Linked DNA regions of Ovis aries: region 1 is linked to region 2. The links are chromatin contacts, called in public Hi-C maps. All regions are on one chromosome and are shown on one strand. Each heading gives the region's core, a stretch centred on a gene start, on an enhancer-like site or on the middle of the called end of the contact. The rest is flanking DNA. Distances are from core to core; before and after follow the strand shown. Region 1 holds the start of RNGTT (RNA guanylyltransferase and 5'-phosphatase). Region 2 holds the start of UBE2J1 (ubiquitin conjugating enzyme E2 J1).

Region 1 (5,065 bases), core at 23-2,522, 300 kb before region 2:
GTTTTTTGAAAGGTTAAATGTACACCTACTGTATGATCCATCCCTCTCCTAAAGATTTACACAGGGGAAAAGAAAACATATGCCCATACAAAGAACTGCACAGGAATGTTCATAGTAAGTTAGTATGCAACAGCCAGAAACTGAAAACCCAAAGGACCATCAATGAATGAATGAATAAACAAATCTAATTTAAACTGGTGTAGCTGTAACAATAGACTACTACTTGGCAGTAATAAGGGATGAGTTAATGACACACACAAGCACACATATAAATCTCAAAATAATAATGCTGAGTGAAAGATGCCAGAGATAGTCCCCGAAAGAGAGTATGTTTCCATTTATTTTAAAAATTATACAAAACGCAAACTAAATCTATAGTGACAGAGAGCAGATCACCGGTTGCCTGCAGAGAGAGGGATTATCAAGGGCTGGAGGAAACCTGAAGAGGTGATGATTATGTTCACTATCCTGTGTTTCATTCTTGTGTTTCATAGGGGGTATGCGGGAGTCAAAATTTATCCAACTGTACACTTTAAATTTAAAGTCTGTTGGGTCAAACTCAAAGATGAAAAAGTCCTCAAAAGTCATTCTTAAAAAAACAAAGACAAGATTTTTTAAAACTAAGCAAAACAAAAACCTCCAGTCTCGGTGTGGATCAATTTCACCACTGGGAACTGCCCTTCCTCCTCTTAAGCCCTCCTTCATCTCAAGACCCACACCCTTCCGAGAACCCTGAAAGGTTTACAAAACTCTTGACTAAGCTTCAAAGTACTGCCCCTCGAGTTCTTGTGTCCTCAGTTCCTGCCACACAGAAACCGCCTATCTACCTTCCTGTTCGCAACATTTAGCCTTACTGAAGAATGACAAGTGCCCCTATTCCCTCCAGTCCAGGTTCCCAAATATTCATCCACGAAGCTTCATCGGACCAAGCGCATCTCGGTCCTGAAACACCACTACCGAAAGCTGCACCTCCTCAGCCCACCCCCGGACCCGCCCGTGCGCGGGGACTCGAACACCCCAGTCCCGGTTACCTGCCACCGGCTGGCCGCGCCGCGGACAGTTTAGCCACCGCGGCGGGATCTTGTTGTGAGCCATGTCTTGGGGCCGCGCACAGTCGCCCCTCCACCAACGCTCGGCCTAGCGGCCGCCTCCTCGCGGTCCGCTCTGAACCGGAGGTCTGAGGTACCCGAATCCCGGACGGCGTCCGAACCCTAGCCGCTCGGACGCGGTAATGTCAGCGGCGGCGCGCCACTTCCATTCAGGCTCAACTCTAGACGAGCCCACAATGCACCGCCACTTCCGCCCCCAAAGGCCCCACCCACTTCTTTCCGAGGTCAGAGGTGAAAAAGAGAAGCTGGCGGAGGGATGGGAAGGAGTTAAGGCCAAGGCGAATGGAAGGGGCGGGTCTTCCCTCGCCCCGCCCCGCCCAGATCTCGGAGGGCTCTGTGGGCGGCTTTGCACAGGCTCGGCTGCTATAGTGGGAGAAGGCACCCTGCTCCGATACTCTTGCCTGGAAAATCTCATGGACGGAGGAGCCTGGTAGGCTGCAGTCCATGGGGTCGCTAAGAGTCAGACACGACCGAGCGACTTCACTTTCACTTTTCCCTTTCATGCATTGGAGAAGGAAATGGCAACCCACTCCAGTGTTCTTGCCTGGAGAATCCCAGGGACGGAGGAGCCTGGTGGGCTGCCGTCTATGGGGTCGCACAGAGTCGGACACGACTGAAGTGACTTAGCAGCAGCAGCAGCTGCTGCCATAGTACGAGATACCGCAGAACTACCGTTCTTTACATTTCTGTCTCGACAGCCGATGGAAACCCTGGAGAATGAAACCAAGCCTCTTTCCAGGCGTAGAGTGGTCCGCAGATTTCGTTAAGGCATCTATCTGTTTTACTGACGAAAGGGGCTTTCCCGCTGCCTTCATACCCCAAGAGTCTGATCGCCCATTTTTCGGCCAAGTTTGGCGTTTCGGCAGGATCTGGATTTGATTGGGAATTTGAAAAGTTCTTCCTGACTTGGATTAGCGGAACAAGCTTTAGAGAAAATCTAAGGGCGAGAGATTGGAGCACCAGAAATGAGGGATTTCTCTTTGGGGATGTGTTTCTAGGGATCCATGAAGCATCTGAAATTAACCCCAAACCGTGCTTTATGAGTTTTGTTTCTACATTTCTGGAGCAGTTTTATAGTGTATTTGGGAGTCTGAAAGTTACCAACTAATGTGTGTAATTAGCAAAGGCAGGAATTGCTCAGTGGAGTACCGCTACGCGGCAGTGTTCTCAATTTGGCTTACCAAATTGGAAGCATCTTCCAATTCCAGGCGATTGGGAGCTCATTTTATAAACTGTCCTGTAATAAGACTTTCTATGGCTACCAGACTAATTTAGTTAAAGTATTAAATATAAAGCTGGATGCCGGCAAGTTAATTATAGTGTTAACAGGTTGGTTTTAAATATCAGTGCTGTATTTGAACTGCAAGAGAATGCGGTTTGGGACAGGGCAGGGAATGCGTGTTAAAGCACTGGTCCTCAACCTTTTTGACCAATTTCATGAGAGACAGTTTTTCCACGAACCAGGCTGGGGAGAGGGGGTTGGTTTCAGGATGATTCAAGCACATTTCATTCATTGTGCACTTTTATTTCTATTATTATGACACCGACTCCACCTTAGATCATCAGGCATTAGATCCTGGAGGTTGGGGATCTGATGTTAAAGTGCTGGTGAGAAACTTGTGGGACTGCTCAGCTCCCAAATGCCTGGGCCCTCTCAATATGATCAGAATTCTCCCCATAGAAAGGGGCTGTCTATGTTTGAGAGAGCCTGAATTAGTTGGCACCCTTGGTCTGTCTGGCTGTTATATCTGTTGAGACCTTTTAGTGAAAGTAACAGTCCTCTGCTAACAGGAAAAGATAAGACTCAGTTGCCTTACAAACCAGCAATCTGCCTAGATGATGGCCAATTCTAGTGTCTGCTGGCAGAGTGGAGTTGGAGCAAAGAGGAAGTCAAGACATGTTAATGAGAATGTGTTTGTGGTTCCAGAAAGCCAGGGAGGACTCATGTTGGTCACTCTATGGGCATCTCTTTTTCCTCTTGGAAAACGGCAGAGAGGTGAGAGTAGGGGTAAATAAGATTGAATTTTCCCTGTTGACAAAAAGGAAAAAGACTTTCCCCTTTCCTAGAACATTTTCTTTCAAAAACTTTTATTTGTAAATCCTGCCCCATCGCTTTGATACCTATATATAAGTCTTTTGAACAGCTCAGTAAGCCTCTTGCCTGCTTTACAACCCAAGAACTTTTCTCAAGGTCTAGAGAGCCACCTCTTTGTAAACAGGAAGAAAGATGGCACCCCCCTGTCTCCTTGTCATCACAGGAATTTAACCTAAAGAAAGCAGAAACATTTCTTTACCAACAAAGGTCCCTACAGTCAAAGCTATAGTTTTTCCAGTAGTACTATATGGATATGAGAGCTGGACCATTAAGAAACCTGAATACCAAAAAATTGATGCTTTTGAACTGTGGTGTTGGAGAAGACTCTTGAAAGTGCCTTGGACTGCAAGGAGATCAAACCAGTCAATCCTAAAGGAAATCAGTCCTGAATATTCATTGGAAGGACTGACGCTGAAGCTGAAACTCCAATACTTTGGCCATCTGATGAGAAGAGCTGACTCATTGAAAAAGACCCTGATGCTGGGGAAGATTGAAGGCAAGAGCAGAAGGGGACAACAGAGGATGAGATGGTTGGATGTCATCACAGACTCAATGGACATGAGTTTGAGCAAGCTCCAGGAGTTGGTGAAGGACAGGGAGGCCTGGTGTGCTGTAGTCCATGGGGTTGCAAAGAGTCAGACACGACTGGGTGACTGAACAACAACAACACCACCTGGTTCCAAGCTGTAAGTCGCAAAGATAGAGCCCATGTCTCTTATGTCTTCTGCATTGGTAAGTGGATTCTTTACCACTAGCACCACCTGGGAAGCCCTCTCTATGTGGGGCTATGTCCAAATTTCCAGTCTATCCATTGAATTCCAGCCCCATCCTGTGTAAACTCATCAAGATTCCATCTGCAAAAACCTACTTCCAAATAAAGCCACACTCAAAAGTACAAGGTCAGAAATTAAACATATCTTTTGGGACAATTCAATCCATGATACCCACCATGACTTCTGGAGGCACATCCAAACTTGCAGAAACATAAGTCCTTCCGAATCCCAGGAATTTGGCTGCTCTATGTCTTCCTTTTTTAGAGAACCATTCCGTTTTTCTGAAAAGTCAGAAACTGCAACACAGGTCTTAAAAATCGCCTTCCTTGTCCCTCCCTTTTTTTGAATACTGCAAGTGGAACCCAGCAGTATCCTTCCTGGGACAGACCCCTCCCACCATGTCCTCTGCTTAACCTCCTCTCTGAACATCTCATGTGCATTTTCTGAGTTGTTCTACAGATGCTAAAACCCCCATCAACGGAACTACCTGGCAGTCTGGTAGTTAGGGCTCCACACTTCCACTGCAGGGTGCCCACAGATTTGATCCCTGATCAGGGGGCTAAGATGCTGCAAGCCTCTCAGAGTAGCCAAAAAAATAAAACCCCCATTAAGCTAATATAATAACATAGAACATAACAGTACATTATGACTAGAGCATGTAGCCCCCTAACCTACAGGAGCCTGAGGATTGATAATGTTAACCCCTGTAACATCAACATCAGCCAATAAGAAAATGATGCATAAGCTGATCAGATACCCTGTGACTCCCCTCCCTCACCTGGCTTCACCAGGTCTTAGTTATGGCATATAGGATCTTCCAGCCGACATGAGGGATGTTTAGTTGTAGGGTTTTTGTTTTTGTTTTTGTTTTTTTTAGTTGCAGCACGTGGGATCTAGTTTCTTTGACCAGGGACTGAACAGGGGCTCCCTGCAATGGAAATGGAGAGCCTTAACCACTGGACCACCTGGGAAGTCCCTCTCCTTGCCTTTAAAAATGCCTCCTTGAAATCCGTTGAGGAGTTTGGGCTTTTTTGAGTACTAGCTGCCTTGGACTACATGTCTGGTGTCCAATAAATGCCTTTCCTTCA
Region 2 (4,881 bases), core at 2,016-4,515:
TTCACTGGTGCCCGCATGGAAATGCATGTATTTGTGTGTGTTTCAGGGTAGGGAGTGGAATAAAAAAGTAGACCAAGATCTCAAAGATGACTCCCATGGGTTCCTGGGGGCTGTCAATTCCTGAGATCTGGTTTTTACACTTTGTAGAGATTTTTGGCAGGGGGTAGTTTGTGGGAAATCTAGGTAAAGATGTTAAATCACCAGTAAGTTCTGTGTATCTATAGCCTAGCAGAAGGGTTTAAATCGGACATGAAAACTTGAGAATGATTAGCGTGAAGGGGCAGTAGATATCCTGGGTATGGACAGAGTAAGTGTGTGCTCGGTCACTTCAGTCGTATCCTACTCTTTGCAATTCCATGGACTGTAACCCGCCAGGCTCCTCTGTCCACGAGATTCTCCAAGCAAGAATATTTGAGTGGGTTGCCATGCCCTCCTCCAGGGGATCTTCCTGACCTAGGGACTGAACCCATGTCTCCTGTGGCTCCTGCACTGCAGGCAGGTTCTTTACCACTGAGTCACCAGGGAAGCCCATGGATAGAGTAACTCCTATATTTCTGATGGAGGTAATGGGTGCCTTTGCACCAATTTCTTATATGCCAACCATCTGCTGAACGAGCAGATAGGGCCCTTCTGAAGAAATCTTGCCACAGGAAGTTCTTTATACTTTATGTCCCCTTACTTTGTACTCTGAGACCCTGATACTTAGACCAGAAGAGACCCAAAAAAGAGAGCAGGGTGCCTGATCCAGAAGCAACTACTGACAGGGTAGTCAGAGGCTTAAGAGGTAACCTCACATAGAGTTCTGCCCATTATCACAGGTCCATTCTAGAAAAATCATTAAAAATACATTGTTCCATCTATAAAATGAACAAATTTACTATCCATATGCTAACAAACTGGCCTTTAACCAGTTATTTGTATTGTCTTAATTGTCCCATCCATATCTCTAAGACAATTCCACGTCAGATAGAAAAAGGGTTATAGCTCTTACATTGTGCAGCGTTTTTAACCACTTCCTTTCATGCATTCATTACCTTAAAAAGTATTACAAGACAGAAAAAAAACAAAAAAAACATTTTCAAAAAAAGAAAACATTTTCACTATGCTTTCCGCACTTTCAATAAGTTCCATATTTCGGCTAATTCACTTTTTCTGTGAACACCAAATGATCTGTAGAATTAAACCAAAAGTTTAAAAAAACTCTTCTTTAGAACAATAGCACTACCTCTGAGGAAATGAAACCGAAAAGACGAAGCAATTTATTATACAGCTAGAAGCATGTCTACCAAAGAAAGCTCAACCAGTACCTACCTTACAGTAAGTCATACAGTGTAGAAACAGAAAAGAATTCTTAAGAATTTTAAAAGCTTATCACAGTCTCGGGTACAATAACCTATCAAAATTCAGCAAAGTCCTCTGACAACACTCTCTTGGGACCCACCAACACTCCATTCCAAACTGCACTATTACTCATTTTCATTATTCTCTGGACATTCCACTAAATACCTCGGCTGTCTCAAGGAACTTGGTACCATGTGACCGAACAGTCACCCTACATTTTCCCCACATATTTTTATTAAAATCTAGCACAATTTTCACATTCTAAGCATTCCACCATCTAATCTTAAAATTAAGCTTTTCTTTCCCTCGTTCTCTTTCATCTCCCTTTATTCCCCCTGGCTTAGGAGATGGGTTGAGGATGGCAGGGGTGGTGAATCCACTGAAATTGAATCCTATAAACGTATTTCTTGGAGAGTCCAGACCCTTCCGCGGATTTTTTTTTTTTTTAAGTCTATGGCTCCCCCAAACGTTATGACTGATTCTTGGTTACCGGAGAACGTTTCTTAGCCTGACAGAACTCAAGTTAACAAAGCTCTGTTCAATCAGTATCCTCAGGCTTTTCTTCAGTTTTTGTTATGTTTTTAAGTCATTAAAAAAAAATCCAAGATTCACAGTATCAACTCTCTCCATGAGCATGTTAATCTTGCTGATTCTTACTGAGAAGTCGCTTCTTCGGAAGGAAAAACAAAAAAAAGAACCAATAAAGGTTGGCCAAACCATCACTAAAATCCTTTATTAGGATTATTTAGACCTGAAGTGTGGAGTTTCTCCCTCTGAACAAATTTATCAAGGTACAAATCCAATACCACTTACAGAATCCAAAGGTTTGTTTGAAGCCTGTCTTAATCTGAGAGCTGCTTCCTTTTCGTGCTTCTTAATTTTGTTGTTTAGTCACTAAGTCGTTTCTGACTCTTTCGCGACCCCTTGGACTGTAGCCCGCCAGGCTCCTCTGTCCACGGGATTCTCCAGGCAAGAACACTGGAGTGGGTTGCCATTTCCTCCTCCAGGGGATCTTCCGGACCAGAATGCAACCCGCGTCTCCTGCACTGGCAGGCGGATTCTTTATCGCTGAGCCATCAGGGAAGCCCGCTTCTTTATTATACACCAGAAAAGTATTTGAGGCTAGGATTGTTTGGCTGCTTCTGTGAATGAAGCAGGGGTATTAAAGACAGGAAGAGAAGTTTCTATGCCTGAACAGAGACATACATACATCATACCAGTATGGCTAAAATCTTGGTTAGTTCTAAAGTACATGGCTCAACTAGTTTTCTTAGCTTTTTGGTTAACCGCTTTAGTCCGGAACATTTCCTTTATGTCTGTAATTCTATTTGCCCCAAAGGCTGCAAACAGGACGTTTAAACGAAATCCTCAAATGAGAGTGAGTCAAACAGCTAATAAAAGTCCGGTGGCGGCGACGGAGAAGAGCTAACGACCGTGTTCAAGGCGCAGGTAGGGCAAGGGGTTGATCTCTATTTCTATTACTCACGGCCGTCACCATTACACCTGTTCTCGGGGACGAGCTGATAACCCAGTTCTACGTGGCGAAAATGAGGGAAGGGCAGTCGGGGTGCGGAAGGGAGACCCCAGGTTTTGTGCCTGCCGGCCCGCCCGGCTCCGCGGCCTGCACCAGCCCGGCAGGCGGCGGGCTGGCGTAGAGCGCGGAACCGGGAGCGGAGCGGCGAGTGGCGGCCGACGCGAGGGGACCGCGGCGCGGGTCCCCGGGGTCCGGGGTCACTCCCCCATCGCGCTCACCGTGCGGCACCGCCCCCTGCCCACAGCCCCGCTCACCCGGACTCTTCAGGTTGTAGCGGGTCTCCATGGCGGGGGGCTGGCCCGGCTCCAGCCTCCCGGCCCGCCGCCGCCGTCGCCGCCTCTCCGCGCCGCCGACTCCCGCGTCTCAACTCGGTTCGGGCCGACCGGGTCTGGCCGAGGAGCCTCCGCGGTGGCCGCCCCGCCCAGGCCGGGACTGCGGGCGGGGCGGGAGGGCGCGGGCTCCGCGGTGGCGCCGCCTCCTGCGCTGCTCCCCCGCCTCCCAGAGGGCCGGGCAGGCGCCGGCGCCGGCCGGGGTGTCGCTGAAGCCGGGGCTGGGCTGGAGGTCAGCCTCCTCGTCTGGCCGCGGGCCCAAAGCCGCCACGGCCGCCCGGCCTGCGTCACCCGCCCTCGCCCAGGTTTTGTGAAGTTGTCCTGACGTGGCAGTCGCTTCGTGGCGGGGGCGCGGCTCGGCCGCTGGTCACCTCCCCGGTCCCGCGAAGCGCACTCCCGGATCTGCAGGAGCGGACGGCGCTCAGGTCTTAGCCTTGCCCGGGCCCACCCGGGCTCCCCAGGCGCTTGCGGGACTTCCCGCGGAAAGGCGCGGCCCGAAACGCCCCGACCGCCCTCGCTGCGGGTGGATCTGGGCCCAGGTCCTCGAGACCAGTTCAGAGCCACCCCAGCCCGTCGCCCGTGTGGGCCGGCTACGCCAAGTGCTTTGTTTTCAGATCGGTAGCTGTTTGAGGTGGAAACAGTTAAGCAGGAAAGGAGAAATCCAGTGATAAGAGAATGAGAAGGGTTTTTATAACATTTTTTTTTCCCCCAGACAAATATGCTTGGGTGCAAGGCAGTTAGTTAAGCATTTGGGGAGATTTTTTAAAAAGAATTGAATCGGGTTCGGAAGCATACATATATGAAAGGTATCCCCTCAAAGAACACATTTCGGGCTTCATTGTAGAAACTGACGTCACGAAAAAGACGTAAAAAGGGACAAGGATTTAGGAAAAGAGGGGGGATTGGGACGACGGAGAGGATGAAGAGGGAAGGAGAGAATTCTATGTGGAATGAAGAGGGTTAACCAGGCTGGGCAAATTTTATTTTGTTATATAAAAATAGAAAACTTTCTTTTTGAAAGGTAACAATATGCCACCCCAAAATATACCTCTTTGGCATAAGGATTATCTTGAGCTGAATATTTTTGAGAAAGAGCAGGCACAAGAAAATCTCTGAAAATAGAGTATAATTTATCGTTTCCTAAGGGGCCGCAAAGAGTCGGACACGACTGAGTGACTGAACTGAACTGAAGGGAAATTCACGTTTTTTAAAACATTTTTTTTGCTGTGCTGTGCTTAGTCGCTCAGTTGTGTCTTCTTTCGACCCCATGGACTCTTTGCAACCCCTGGACTGTAGCCCACCAGGCTCCTCTGTCCAAGGGGATTTGCCAGGCGAGAATACCGGAGAGGGTTGCTATACCCTCCTGCAGGGGAATCTTCCCAACCCAGGGATCGAATCCAGGTCTTCCGCATTGCAGGTGGATTCTTTATGGCCTGAGCCACCAGTGTCTGAGAAAGTTGATGGAGGAGGTACTAACAAATCTTCGAAACAACCTTTATCCCTGTTTCCCTGTGCCCTTTCATTACTGGCCGCCTTCAATCCCCCTACAGCTTTCTTCTGTCTTTAGCTGAAGATACTATTAATCTTTGGTAGCGACTCAGGGACATACTCAGCTTGTTCCTTCTTTTGTTCATTTGTCTGTTGCAAGGGGTTTCAGCCAAGAACTCATAAGGGAAA

Evidence for each region. Hi-C and Micro-C count contacts between places; a contact is called where the count stands out from the background.
Region 1: a Hi-C map of liver shows a contact between it and region 2, with 3 times the contacts expected there. The contact joins the promoter of RNGTT here to the promoter of UBE2J1 in region 2. A contact is called at or near these places in 10 of 16 Hi-C or Micro-C datasets (blood, hypothalamus, liver and 5 more).

The regions. Positions count from the first base shown.
Region 1 is chr8:48,470,988-48,476,052 of ARS-UI_Ramb_v3.0, reverse strand. It overlaps RNGTT (RNA guanylyltransferase and 5'-phosphatase), which reads right to left and starts at 1,272. Exons shown (of 16, transcript XM_027972440.3): 1 at 1,032-1,272. The coding sequence starts at 1,095.
Region 2 is chr8:48,178,090-48,182,970 of ARS-UI_Ramb_v3.0, reverse strand. It overlaps UBE2J1 (ubiquitin conjugating enzyme E2 J1), which reads right to left and starts at 3,265. Exons shown (of 9, transcript XM_060419572.1): 1 at 3,130-3,265; 2 at 2,155-2,483.